Regions from separate parts of the Arachis hypogaea genome. Here region 1 is linked to region 2. The links are chromatin contacts, called in public Hi-C maps. All regions are on one chromosome and are shown on one strand. Each heading gives the region's core, a stretch centred on a gene start, on an enhancer-like site or on the middle of the called end of the contact. The rest is flanking DNA. Distances are from core to core; before and after follow the strand shown.

What was found. A called contact is a pair of places that touch in the nucleus more often than the background predicts.
Region 1: a Hi-C map of leaf shows a contact between it and region 2, with 4 times the contacts expected there. The contact joins the promoter of LOC112784210 here to the promoter of LOC112782682 in region 2. A contact is called at or near these places in 2 of 8 Hi-C or Micro-C datasets (leaf and an unstated tissue).

The regions. Positions count from the first base shown.
Region 1 is chr20:115,007,902-115,011,950 of arahy.Tifrunner.gnm2.J5K5, reverse strand. It overlaps LOC112784210 (2-oxoisovalerate dehydrogenase subunit alpha 2, mitochondrial), which reads left to right and starts at 1,254. Exons shown (of 9, transcript XM_025827339.2): 1 at 1,254-1,553; 2 at 3,073-3,207; 3 at 3,296-3,478; 4 at 3,607-3,764; 5 at 3,877-3,976. The coding sequence starts at 1,401.
Region 2 is chr20:114,495,950-114,499,611 of arahy.Tifrunner.gnm2.J5K5, reverse strand. It overlaps LOC112782682 (probable polygalacturonase), which reads left to right and starts at 1,844. Exons shown (of 5, transcript XM_025825188.3): 1 at 1,844-2,584; 2 at 3,352-3,472. The coding sequence starts at 2,126.

The DNA of each region.
Region 1 (4,049 bases), core at 5-2,504, 510 kb before region 2:
TTTAATGGGTTCACATATAAGCTTCTTCAACAAATAAGTATTTTCTTCCAAAAACACATTTGACATACATATAAGAATAGAATGATATGTAAAAAACTTCCTAAGCTTCGTTGACTAAATCATGTTGTTGATGCATCTGAATACCAATTAACAACATACAATTAAACAAGCCACTTGCATTGATTCTAAACTGCCCCACTCAAATAAAAATGACCATCCATTGAAAAGTGTTTCGTACGTAACGATGCTCACCTTAGTCATTTGCACAGGATCGACGACGAGAGGTTCAACTATATTTTCATTTGGATTGGATGAAATCTCATTCCCGCCTGGAGATGGAACACAATCCACCGGTTCAGCCACAACGCACTCCATTAATGAACTCCGGCGGGGAGACGGGGGTGGAAGAGCAACCACACTTGAAACCCCTTCTACTTGCGACGTCGACATCAAGCACAAGAAACACACACTCTCTCTTGCTGTGCACGCTGGTTGTCCGTGTGGTTGCCGTCCAACGCAGATCGAACAACAAATGTGTTGGTGTTGCTGGAAGAGGGCCTTTGCGGCCTATGACGCTGGTGGTAGTCGAGTCCGACAGGGGGTCAGTGACGGGTGGGAGAGTAGTTTTCGTTGAGACTTGGAGATGATGGAGACGATACGGTATTGATAAACTGTCGTCTATGTTGTGCTCCTATAACTGCTCCTATTCCTATTTTTTTAAAAATTTAAATTTGAATTAATTCAAAATTAATTAATTATCCATTAATTTAATTTTAATTCAAAATTAACTCCCATTGTATGCAGTGTACAACAAACACATTGGCTCCCTAGACTTTCTCTTATAGTATTAATTCTCTATCTTTACTTTTTTTTTAAAAATAAAGTAAAAAGAAAAGTTCAAAACGTTGGTTGAATAGTGATTAAAATAAATTATTGAAAATTTTATTCTCAAACATTTTCCTTTATTTTTTATTTTTTTGGCAGGAAACCTTTTTTCCTTTTAATTATGTTGAATGCAATTATCAAATTATGTACAATATTTTCGGCCTCTTGTTTTTAATTTCCTTGGTCCTATTACAATTACCGCATTCCAAAAACAAAATATCAATAAATTTCCTTGATAAAGCAAAAAGACAATATGGAGATATATATTGGGTCAATAAAGGCCGAATAAATGGGCTTTAAGAGAATCCCTTAGCCCAAAAGAGAAAAAGGTGGTTGAATCCACAATCCTTATCAATTAACGTTCAATCCTCAGCGCACGAGACTAAATCTAAAACAAATTATTATAAAATTATAAAAAGCTCAATATTAAATTAAATGTTACTTGTTAAAATTGGGTTCACCTCACCGGAAGTGTCGTGATTCTGTTGTTCGGTTGTTCCTCCCAATCTGCTACGATGTGGATATCGAAGACCATCTTCAACCACTTCAAATCCAGGCTCAACTTCACACCTAACTATGCACCACTATCTCTTCTCTCTCCGCGCCGATTTGCATCCACCATAGCTCAAAATCCTTCCACCTTCAATTCCATCCACGATGCTAACCAGGTACCTCTCTCTCTCTCTCTCTCTCTCTAGAATGCATGCTGATTGGGTCATTAACTCGTGATTTTCTACGACAGACTGTATTTCTACGTATTTTTCTTTGATTATCCTCCAAATTAGTACTATCTGATCTCTTTAATTTATTTTTTCAATATATATATATATATATTTGATTTACTGGAGTAAAGATTTCTTGTTCTTTTATCATCTTCATCAGCAATATATAATTTTTTATTTTACTCCGATATGTATTTATTTTTGGAATGATTTTTCTCCACATTTATAGTTTCCGTTGAACTGAAAATGGACTTACACGAGTCTCAATTACTGGACTTGGGCCCGAGGCCCAAATAGAAAACCCTAGTTTCAATCCCTATATAATGACCTGACAGGAAGCACTGCATGACTGCAGTACCATCGTCGCAATGTTCGCATTCAAGTTTGAAACAGTGTTTCCAGTGCTATAATTATAAGTCTGTGTGTTGTTTGTGTGCGTATGTTCATATGAAAAAGCAAGGTAGCTTCTTGACGAGACTTCGATCAATATACGGTCCTCGTCAATCCTCTTTTACAAACTTGCAATATCATAATCAGCAGTGTCACTCGTCTGAATTTGATTTCTCCTGATCTTTCAGGCCCTTTATCACTGCTACATTTTCCCACCTCTTTTATTATTATTATTATTATTATTATTATTATTATTATTGATATTATTATTTCACTTCGGAACTGATTTGAGCAAACGCACTCTGTCCCTAAACCGTGCTTTGACACGAATGTTTTGAGGCAATTTCTTCGTTTGCGAAAGTAATGTCATTCCATTAAACCATGAATTTGCTTGTCTGGGCTTGTATTACATGCCTATCGGGCGCGTTGATGGACTACACTTCTTTCTTCCTGAAATGGATCCCCAATCTCGGGTTATACTTTACTCGTATTAGGTTATAAAAAGTTTACAAACTTTAGAAGGCCCGTAATATTTGTTGAGATCCAAAATTGCAAAATCTACTTTTAAAGATATGAAATTGGAAAATGTTGATCATCGATGAACCTTAATCCGGCTTTAACGATGAAATAGTTGACCAAATCGTAAGAATTGTGGTGACTCTGATTAATAAAGATCCCATTGGAAAGTGAAACCTGTAGCTATTAAGTATGAAACCGTGAAGCTTGATGACCTAATTGCAAGGTGAAATCCTTGATTCAAAATTTGAAAATCTGGAAGTTGGAATCCTCTTCTGAGCTGACACAAATTTAAATAGTATTTTTTTATATATCCTGCTCATAATAATTGAATTCTGAGCCCTAAAATGTGGAATTCTAATTCAGGACGTAAATTGGGATATATGACGCACAATGTAATAAACTGAAGTAGTACTACACCACAATTTCCATATTTCCAAATTCCAATATATAACTAAAATGGTGAATTCAGTCTTTACTCTCTCTGGATTGAAATCTGTAACAGCAGTGATGCGCTGCTTAATTATATGCATGTTTGCATGATAACTGGATACAGCAGGTTATCGATTTTCCTGGAGGAACAGTGAAGTTCATCCCGGAAATGAGATTTATATCTGAAACATCTCCAAAGAGAATACCCTGCTACCGTGTCCTCGACGATGATGGACAGCCTCTGGCCAATAATTTTGTCCAGGTTTTAAACTGATCCACCATTCCATTGTTCATGCATTTTCCTAATGGAAAATTTTGAAAACGAAATTGATGAATTTCATTGATGTTAGGTTAGTGAGGAAGTTGCTGTAAGGATGTACAGTAACATGGTTACACTACAAATTATGGACACCATTTTCTATGAAGCGCAAAGGCAGGGCAGAATATCTTTTTATGCAACGACCATTGGAGAAGAGGCCATAAATATTGCATCAGCTGCAGCTCTTACTAGGGAAGATGTTATTTTCCCTCAGGTTAAAAGCATAATTGGAAAGCAAGCATCTTAGGCTCTAGTTATGCAGTTATGATCTTAGTTATCAGAATTTTAGGACAGGCCTAATGATTCGAAATAATGTAACTGTAAATTTTATCCTATATGCAGTATAGGGAACCAGGACCTCTGTTATGGCGTGGTTTCACATTGCAAGAAATTGCACACCAGTGTTTTTCCAATAAATACGACAATGGAAAAGGAAGGCAAATGCCAATACATTATGGGTCCAACAAGCATAATTACTTTACTGTAGCATCAACTGTTGCGTAAGTATTGAAGGCTTCCATTTACAGGCATAATTTTTTGTTTTTTGGGTGTGTGTTTTAGCGGTTAACAGTCTAATGGTGCGCAAAATACAATGTTTAACCATATTTACAGTACACAAGTTCCCCATGCTGTTGGAGCTGCATATTCCTTAAAGATGGACAAAAAGGATGCATGTTCTATCACTTACTTTGGTGATGGTGGCTCAAGTGAGGTAATTATACAGTTGTCATAACAACAGGTCATTTCTCTTTTACTGCAATAGGAAGTTCTGTAGCATTTAAACC
Region 2 (3,662 bases), core at 595-3,094:
TAAAATATGTCATATGTCACTCTCTCATTGCAATTAGAATCAAATTTTTTTTTTCCAAAATTAAAGAATTCTTCCATCTTCCTTACTAATTTTACAACCAAAATGTGCCATATGTCACTTTCTCATTACAATTGGAATCAAATCTTTCCCTCCAAAATTAAGAAATTCTCTCATATTCCTTACTAATTTTACAACCAAAATGTGCACTCTCTCATTGCAATTGGAATCAAATCTTTCCCTCCATAAGGAATTCTCCCCCTCTTCCTTACTAATTTTACAACCAAAATATACCACATGTCACTCTCTCATTGTAATTGAAATTAAATCTTTCCCTCCAAAATTAAAAAATTATTTTCTCCTCCTTACTAATTTTGCAACCAAAATGTGCCACATGTCACTTCCTCGTTGCAACTGAAATCAAATCTTTTCCTTCAAAATTAAAGAGTTCTTCTCTCCTCCATTTTCTTTTCTCTATCTCTTTCATTCATTCAACCACTCTATCTCTTTTATATATCATTATCAATATCAATGACTAATTACTTATTTTACAATCAAAATGTGCAACATGACATTCTTTAATTGTATTAAAATTAAAATTGAAATATACCTATATTATGTATCATATATTACTATCTAATTTAATAACCAAATGTGTCACATGACACTCTCTTATTAAAATTGAGAAAAATATTTTTCTCCAAAATTAATAAATTTCCTTCCTAAATTATTTCATCTACCTTTCTCCATTTTTCTATTTCTCTCTACCATTTTCACTCTATATATATTTTATATTTTATATTTTATATTTTATATTAGTAATTTGACAACTCAAAATAAAATTTTTCTTCTAAAATTAACAAACTCTCACTCTCACTCTCATTCTTCATCTTTATCTTTCTCTCTCTTTCTTTTATTCTCTATTTTTTCTACCTTTCTGTTTTACAGAAAATAAAATTAACAAAATAATATAATTTAAATAAAAAATATTATTATTATATACATATTTTTTAAATTTTTATCGCTTATCTTTTTAATCTATATTTTTATTTCTCATCTTTCAAATATTTATTATATATAATTTAGAAAGAATACTAATGTTATAATTAAAAGTTAGAATCAAAATTCAATTGTTTAAAAAAAATTAATTTTGAGTTAATTTTATAACTAGTAGTATACTTTTTTTATACTAATATCTAATTATATTTTTATATACATAGAGAAAAAAAATATTATTTTTAAATAGCAAGTATAAAAGTTAATTATTTCTATTTGTGCAACAGACTTAACACCTAATTAAATGTAAAAGTATACACGTTAAATTATTTTAAAGTTTAAATAATGAATATTAAAATTAATTATTAATAAAAATTAGACTTTTTTAATGTAAAGATAATAACTAAAAATCTTATTATTTGATTTTTTGTTTACAGAGATATTGGCCTTCTTAGTCGGAGATTTTTGTCAGTTTAGGACTTTTTTTTAAAAGTAGTTTGATTTTATAAATCTTTTATGTCATACATAATCTATACTGTCAGAACAAAGTAAAATACTTGTTTGATCCAAATTTTAATATTTAAGTAAAATGAAAAATTTTAAAACTTGATTTTAAACCTTAATAACGATTTTGTATGAAAAAAAGGTTAGAAACGAAAAAAGTTTTCGACATGAACCAAAATCGTACTTAACTATATTTTTAACGTATAAAATAATAAATAAAAATATTAAAGATTAATCATTTGTATTAATATTAACTAATATTTTGGATAATACTTTATATTTATAATTTATACTTATTAAAATTTAAAATTTAGTCTATAATATTTAAAATTAATAAATATCGAACAAAAATAATAAATTTTATTCCTCGTATAACCTTGTTCTAAACAAAATGGTTGTACAGTTGTACAAGGGAAAGAGTTAGAAGACCCCAGGAGACAAAACCGTCTGAGAAGTATTTTCTGTGAATTTCCAAAGCCGGACCCACCCATCCACCCCACACTCCTTCCGTAGGAGATTCAAGAAACAAATTCTCTCAATTTTGGGCACCTCTCTCACCACAAAAGTCAAAACCATCAGCTATACACGTATCCCTTTCGCCACCGCCACAGCCCACTCCTCCGTCGATATGGAATCGGAGAAAACAAACTTTCAAAGCGTGACGATAGGATCATGTGCAAGACCCTCATGGTCCATCCTCTTTCTCCTCTTCACCCTCATCGCCATCTTCTCCATTCAGCTCTCCACCACCACTCCCTACCTCTTTCCTCCCAACTGGGCCCTCATTCGCCCGCAACGACCCGTCCCTTCCTCCTCCGCATCGGATCCGATCACATGCTCCGGTTTCTTCAGGGCGCTTCCAAAGAGGAAGCTCGTCATGTCCATCAAGGACTTCGGCGGCGTCGGCGACGGCAAAACATCCAATACCGAAGCCTTCAGGAGAGCCATTCGCTACATGCAGCGCTTTCAACACCGTGGTGGGTCCCAGCTTAATATCCCTAACGGAACTTGGCTCACCGCTCCCTTCAATCTCACCTCTGATTTCACCCTTTTCTTGAACCAAGGTGCTCTTCTTTTGGCCTCTCAGGTCAGGTGTCCCCACTTTTTCGATCTTCACATTCTTTTCTTTGTTTTTTATCAACTTTGATTTCGTCTCTGTTTTTTTTTTTTTTTTTTTTTTTTTTTTTTTTTTTTACTGTTAATCTTGCTATATATGCCCATTTCTGAATTAAAGTTGCAGTTATGTTTATCGTAATAGTATTTTACGTGAAATGGCTCTTGCTACGGGAGCTCCTGGAAAGTAAATTTATTTAATTTCAGTGTATAAAGTATTAAATAGCTACGTCTTCTATTTTTATTTTTGTTTATTACTACTGTATTTAACTACACTAGATGAACCTAACCCAAATATTTATAATTAAAATGGTGTTTTTCTACTTTCTATGTGCGAATTCATCAAAACCAGCTCAGGGATCTGCATGTGATTTCGCTTTCTGTCCCTTTTCATTTAATGTGGGCCTAAAAAGTTACTCATAAAAAACGAATGTTCTTGATCTTTGAGTCACTCTTTTTTTTTAATTGTAAGAAAATCACATGATTTTCGGTTTTTCTTGGAGCTTTCTGCGGGATTTAGCTTTTTGAATGGTTTGTTCTTTCACTATATATGGTTAGGATTAACAATCACATGGAACCGTCCAAATAATAATGCTTCTGTACCTTGATCCTTGGTGGGTCTTTTTTGTTTATTTATTCTGTCCTTAGGCTTTTAGCTTTGTGTTAATTAATTGATTAATTAATTATGCCAATTGCTGAAAGAACTGCTAGTTGTTTAATGTTAAAATTTTCAATTGCCAGGACGTAAAAGAATGGCCTATAATTGAGCCGTTGCCATCTTATGGAAGAGGAAGAGAGAGGTTAGGAGGAAGACATATTAGCCTTATACATGCAAATGGACTCAAGAATGTTATCATCACAGGTAAAACTTGTGAACCTATTTTCCTTTTTTACTTTCAATTACTTTTCTTAACAACAAATTAAGTAGGAAAAAGTAGGTTTTTTTTTCTTTCTTTTTATGGGGGTTATTTAAATAGTTTTAAATAAAGGGTCCCGTGATTGGTGCTAGTGGCCAAGAGCACGGACACCGTAACGTGTGGGACAGGACCTAT